Regions from separate parts of the Ovis aries genome. Here region 2 is linked to region 1. A link is a contact called in public Hi-C data. All regions are on one chromosome and are shown on one strand. Each heading gives the region's core, a stretch centred on a gene start, on an enhancer-like site or on the middle of the called end of the contact. The rest is flanking DNA. Distances are from core to core; before and after follow the strand shown. Region 1 has its middle 10 kb from the start of TRNAG-CCC. Region 2 holds the start of RGL1 (ral guanine nucleotide dissociation stimulator like 1).

Evidence for each region. Hi-C and Micro-C count contacts between places; a contact is called where the count stands out from the background.
Region 2: a Hi-C map of omental adipose tissue shows a contact between it and region 1, with 1.5 times the contacts expected there. The contact joins the promoter of RGL1 here to the enhancer-like site in region 1. A contact is called at or near these places in 2 of 16 Hi-C or Micro-C datasets (omental adipose tissue and skin fibroblasts).

What each region holds. Positions count from the first base shown.
Region 1 is chr12:64,234,925-64,238,078 of ARS-UI_Ramb_v3.0, forward strand. No RefSeq gene overlaps it. Among named protein-coding and RNA genes, the nearest start is that of TRNAG-CCC, 10 kb to the right of the region's middle. Within about 2 kb of position 1,492, at least 10 of the 54 cell types and tissues checked have an H3K27ac peak or open chromatin away from gene starts, as enhancers often do.
Region 2 is chr12:64,267,942-64,270,804 of ARS-UI_Ramb_v3.0, forward strand. RGL1 (ral guanine nucleotide dissociation stimulator like 1) reads left to right here and starts at 1,328. Exons shown (of 19, transcript XM_042229196.1): 1 at 1,328-1,523; 2 at 2,492-2,602. The coding sequence starts at 1,497.

The DNA.
Region 1 (3,154 bases), core at 242-2,741:
GTACCTACTCTCACATTTATGTCCTGCACTTGCACAAACTTGGAAGTTAATCTATCCTTGTATTTTGCATGCTAGGTGCCTTGCTTACTCACCCTAGTCCTGGCCCTGGCACCCAATTCTATTTGCTTTCCTCCTTCCGCAAAGGTAATCACTATCCTAAATTTGGAGTTTATCATCCTTATACATATTTCAGGGATTCCCAGGTGGCACTAGTGGCAAAGAACTTGGCTGCCAGTGCAGGAGACACAAGAGACTTGGGTTCAGTCCCTGGGTTGAGAAGATCCCCTGGAGGGGGGCATGGCAACCCACTCCAGTATTCTTGCCTGGATAATTCCATGGACAGAGGAGCCTGGCAGTCTACAGTCCATGGGTCGCAAAGAGTTGGACACGACTGAGTGACTGAGCACGCATGCAAAGTCGATACTAAAAAATGGGAAATAGGTGGGGGAACAGCATTAAATCAGTCAGTAATTGCAATGCGGTGTGATGAGTGTTGTATGTAATAAATATGTCCCTAGGTGTTTTCAGAACCTACAGCAGGGAGCATTAATCCCGCATGGGCGTGAGTATGCTCATGGAGGTGTGGGTGTCAGGGAAAGAAAACTCAGTGATGAAGTAAGGCTTGAGTTCATTCTTAAAGGAAAAGTAGAAGTTAACCCAACAGAAGGGATTTTAGAAGAGGAATCCAAGCAAATATTCCCATAAGAGGGAAAATTGTGTAAAGGGCAGTATTATTAATAGAATGTCCTGCAGTTGGGAGCGTCTGCAGCAGAAGAGAAATGGCAAGAGATGAAACTGAGAAGCACCAAATAATGAAAAGACTTACACGCTTCACTCAGAAATTCAGGAATTGTCTTGTGGGCCTTGGGCAGTCAGTAAAGGGTTTTAGGCAGGGGTAGTGACACAGATTTGTTTTCTAGAAATCCTGCTCTGTCAGACATGTGAAGGATGGCCTGGAACACTTCAAAACATCTTTTGGCCACTTTGATCTCCTTCTTCTCTGTATACATTCGGCTAGTCAGTGCTCAACTGGGAATTATTTGGGGGTATTCTTTTTTCATGATGGTGATTCTCTCTTTTAAGCTAGGCTGTCTGTTCTATAGACCATGTCCATTAGTTTTAATTAGACTTCACTTAGAAACCCTAAAGCACTCACATACTGCTGTACCTAGTTGAATTAAATACCTGATGGTTGATTGATGAATCATTTTCATAGCAATTACGTGACCATGTGATCATGATTTCATGGTAACCTGTTGTTTCTATAAAGGTTAACAGCAACCAAAATACTGCCATCTTGGGTACAAAGGTGATTTATTTCATTGGCTGTTGGGTCGTAGTCAGTGGCGGGGTTTTGTTTGTTTGTTTGGGTCTTTACTGATTGAAATTGCACTGACTCATTCATCATGCACTGCTTATCTGTGCTCAGTGTCTTGCATTTGTGAGGAGCCTGCCAAGATAAGCAGTATTCTCTGTGGCTGTGAAACAGAGATGCTCTCTGTGTGAACTTCAACTGGTGAATGCCTGTGTGGAGACTGGACATATGACCTCTCCCTCTCAATCCAGTTCTGGAATGGGGCCTCACATTGTAACATCACATTCTTGGAGGAGGAAATAGTATGTGTCATCACGCATACTTTGGAGATTAAATCATTCTCATCTGAGGGACAGGAAGAGAGAGAATTAAAAAAATGAGAGAGAGAGAGAGAGAGAGAAACTGGATGACTATTTGGACAAGCAGTGGGTGTGCATTTTATTCATCTCTGAAGAGCCAGCTCTTTGCTGACCTTAAAGAATGTGGTTCAAAGATAGCGCTAGGCTTCTTCTTTGTGATTCTGAATGACTTCCTTTTTCTCTCTCCCGAAAACTTTAATATGAGGCAAAGGGATAGACATGTCCTGCCTGACAACTTATTAATATATAAACATGCTTTGAGATATTTTTACTGAGATCAGTAGGGTAGACATTATCATCAGTAGTGAGGAATGGAATATTAAAACTGAATATGAATAATATTCAACTGGAGTCTATAAGGGAGGGAGAGAAAGTATCATTTGTTAAGCACCTACTCTGTGTCAGAACTGCCCTTGGCACTTTCATATTCCGCGGTATATTCAGTTGTCACAGCCATAGGGATGTTTTTAAATAGAAGCTTGCTTCTTTCCTATTCTTTTGTTTTGGGCTGCGCTGGATCTTCTTGCTGTGCCTGAGCGTTCTCTGGCTGCGGTGAGCAGGGTCTGCTCTCTAGTTGTGATGCACGGGCTTCTCACTGCGGTGGCTTCTCTTGATGCTGAGCACGGGCTTAGTTGCCCTGAGGCATACAGAATCTTCCTGGACCAAGGATTGAACCTGTGTCCCCTGCACTGGCAGGCAGACTCTTCACCCCTGGACCACCAGGGAAGTCCCATAGGAATATTTTGCATGAGGATTTTGAAGATTAGAAGTTAGGGCACATGCTCAAAGATACATAACTGGTAAGTGGCGGAGTAAGATTCAAATTCAAGCTTCTCTCTCTTCATCATCTCACTCTTATCTTCTCATGAAACTGTCTACCAAAATTATTTAAATCACCCTGATTCTACATTTGGTTTTGCTTCCCAGACTTCATCTCATTCTGGTCAGGTCGGCATCTTCAGCGTAATAAATGGTTCCAGTCTTGCTCTCTTAGAGCCTGGCTTGGCAGTGTCTCATGGGAAAAAACAACAACGTGCCCATTGAGTCATAACTTTCTTTTATTCCTCAAAATGTTTTTCCCAGTGTGTGTGGCTGGGTTTCCATCTCAGTTTTCCCACATAGTATCACAACATCTCATGGAGACTACACCCTGCCGTTAACTCCATTCCGTTTGAGTGAAGCTCTAAACCTCTGCTAAGTTTGTCCTAGCTCTTTTTACCCTGCATAACTGAATTCTGCTCCACATACTCCAAGCTATTGATAGGGGCCCAACGGTGTAAACAGTCTGATTGTTTGGAACCTGGGTATTTTCACCCATTCCCTGAATTGTTGTTGCATCCTTGGACAGTAAAGCCCACCAGAGTCACCTCAAAGTTTCCCTCTGCCCTTGAGATGCTGTTCACCAAACAGTCTGCTATCATCACGGAACACAGACCTACCATCGGGGAAGTCTCTTCAGCTCCAATCTTCCTACCTTGTA
Region 2 (2,863 bases), core at 78-2,577, 33 kb after region 1:
TCCACACCATTTTCCGCTGGACACTGGGGACACGCTATGCTGGTGGTCATTGAAAGGTCAAGTTTACATGCTTTCGTAAAAATAGAAATAATCAAAGCTTGATAAAAAGAGCATCCCTTCTGTCCAATAGTTTGTGGTGGTTTGTGGGGAACTTTGCTGAGTGACTTCAAGAAGTTCTGAAGTGTCCAAAGATCTTTTTATTTTTCCTGGATGCACCCTCACTGTCATTTATTTTTGCTTTCCTGGGAACACCAGTACACTGAATTCTCTAGCTTTTCAGTTCATAATACATTTATTATTAACCAAAGCCCAGCCTTATGCCTCGGCATGGCAATTAGTGAGAGGCCTTTCTTTTAAAAAAAATTTAAAGGCTATTAAATTCATTTAGGGGAGAACAGTATAAAAGACATGAGCGCTAAACTTTTTTTTTTTTTTTTTTTTTGCAATTGGCATGGAATTCTGTCATGTGCCAATGTTTGATTATATTATCATCTGGAATTTCGCTGTTGATTTACTTTCTGTTAGGACAAAACTCCCTCCGGCAGTGTCCTCCGAATGGCTCTCTCCCCGAGGTTATCATCCCACGGTGTCCCTACAGTACAGACAACTCAACCCATGGTGACGACTCACAAAGACTCACGGAACCTCCGGGCCGCCGGTGGCCCAATTTCCACGCTGTCAGTCTCAGCAGAACTCTCTCCTGCTTTGCCCCTTTCCCTGCCACAGTGGCCAGTTACAGTTGATGAGCCTTAAACTATGGGGGGCTAGAAAGACGTCCAGAGGCATTTCCTGTTGGTGGTGTGCTGGTTCAGAACAAGCGCATCCTTGGGGCGTGGGTTTTGGAATACCCTCTGACCAATTCTCTCTCTCTCTCTTTTTTTTTTTTTTTTTTTGTGTGTCCTTATGAAAAGCTTGCTGGCTTCTAGTACTGCCGTTCTCACTGGGGTCGCCCTTATTGAATCTAAATTCCATAGGTAACAAGCAGATAATAGACGTTTATCCGACCCCCTCCTCCCATCCCTTTTTGCACCGCTTCCCCCTTTATTTCTTTGAGCGAAGGAAGGAAAAACACACTTAGATCCCCGATACCACACCCGGATCTTTTGGGGGCACCTGGTGGCCAATCAGGAAAACCTGATCCACTAGCAAGGGTGGCTGGCTGCCGATCGAATTCAGAGCTGGAGAAATCACGGCGTGCTAACTTTATCCGCGGGATTTCAGAAAGGGAGAGTGTGCTCCCGAGCACAAACAGGAAAGCCTGACATCACGGAGCGGCGGGGTGGCGTGGGGAGGAGTCTGCGGCGCCCTCGCTCGCCGCGCTCCCTTTGTGGCCGAGTCGCGCGCACCGGCGGCGGCGGGCGCGTGTCTGTGCTCCGTGCGCGGCGGCCGCGCGGGGCCGGGGCTTGGAGGCGCCGCGGCGGAGACGCGCGGGGATCGCGTTCGCCTGGGAGCGGGGTGCATCATGCCGCGTCCACACACCGGAGAGAAAACTGAGAATGAAATTGCTTTGGCAAGCTAAAATGGTAACGAGAACTCTTTGCCTTCTCCCGACGCTGCTCTGGTGGGGAATCTTCTCCCGCTTTCTCTGGGCGGGTTTTGGACTCCCTCGGAGTGAACGGAGCCATCCGATCCCAGACTTTGGAGCTCAGAGCTTTCTCTCTCGGCTTTCTCCGCCTTCCTCTTTGCGTGTCTTCTCCCTTTAAACCATACTTATTTTTCTCAGCAGTTGCCTTTGGTGTATCTGGGCTGATGTATGTCAGCAAAGAAAAACTTTTCAGGCAAGAGGTCTGTGAGTCTGGGTGAACCGCGGAGCGCCTCTGAGTCCCAGCGGCTCTTTAAACACAAACTTCAAGTTTAGGGAAATCCAGGGGGTCGCTGCACGCAGCCGATGTGTTGCTTTTTTTCTGCACTTGCCAGGTTATTTGACGGAAATAAAAACTTTTTCCCTCCCGCTAACTTTCTGGGTTCCCAAACAATAAGAGGAGAAAAAAGACATGCGAAGCATTTCGTTCCAAAGGAGCGAGCACTCTTAGCATTTTAAACACTTTTTTGTGGCAGAGTTTAAAATGCAGTTTGCTCCAAGAACGGAGCCACTTGTAAAGAGACAAACTTTTTCTGCCAGTGAATTCTTTTTCCTCTCATTTAAGGAGGAAAAGTGAACCAGGACTAAACTTCAGTTTCTTTAAGAAAGAAAAAAAGACTTTAAAAAGGTATTTAAGATAGTGAAGGAGCCTAGGAAAAATAACTAAATGGAAAAGTCCTGGGCTCTTGATAGCATAGCAAAGGGCTGGAGGGCCAAGAAAATCTCAGTATTCCCTCTATCACAGTGTGTCTTATGTTGCCCTGATTGTAATATTTATTTTGAACAGCCCATCTTATGCCCTGAGTGCTGCTGTAAGCAGCAAAGCAGCTGGGATAGATTGGTTAGCGGAGAGGGAAAAAACAGACAAACAAACAACTTTTTCTGTTTCTTTGTCCTGTCTCCTGGCAGAGCTCGATTCAGGACTGGGGTGAAGAGGTAGAGGAAGGAGCTGTTTACCATGTCACCCTCAAGAGAGTCCAGATTCAACAGGCTGCCAATAAAGGAGCGAGATGGCTCGGGGTGAGTAAAGCTGGGGAGACTGTGAGCCTTGGACTTGCAGGGCCTCTTGCTCTGTGAATATCATTATTATTTAGCAGAGGCAGGTTTTTTTTTTTTTTTTTTTTTTCCCTCCATTTCTTCTCTTTTGGCCTTAAAAAGGAAACTGCCAATGAGCAAGTGTTTGCACTAGCCATACCGGTCTGGTTTTGTATTTATTCTTTGCCGAAGCGTCTCCCTTAGGTTTGTCAATAATTCAGAACCTCTTAGAAACATCTTGAGGTA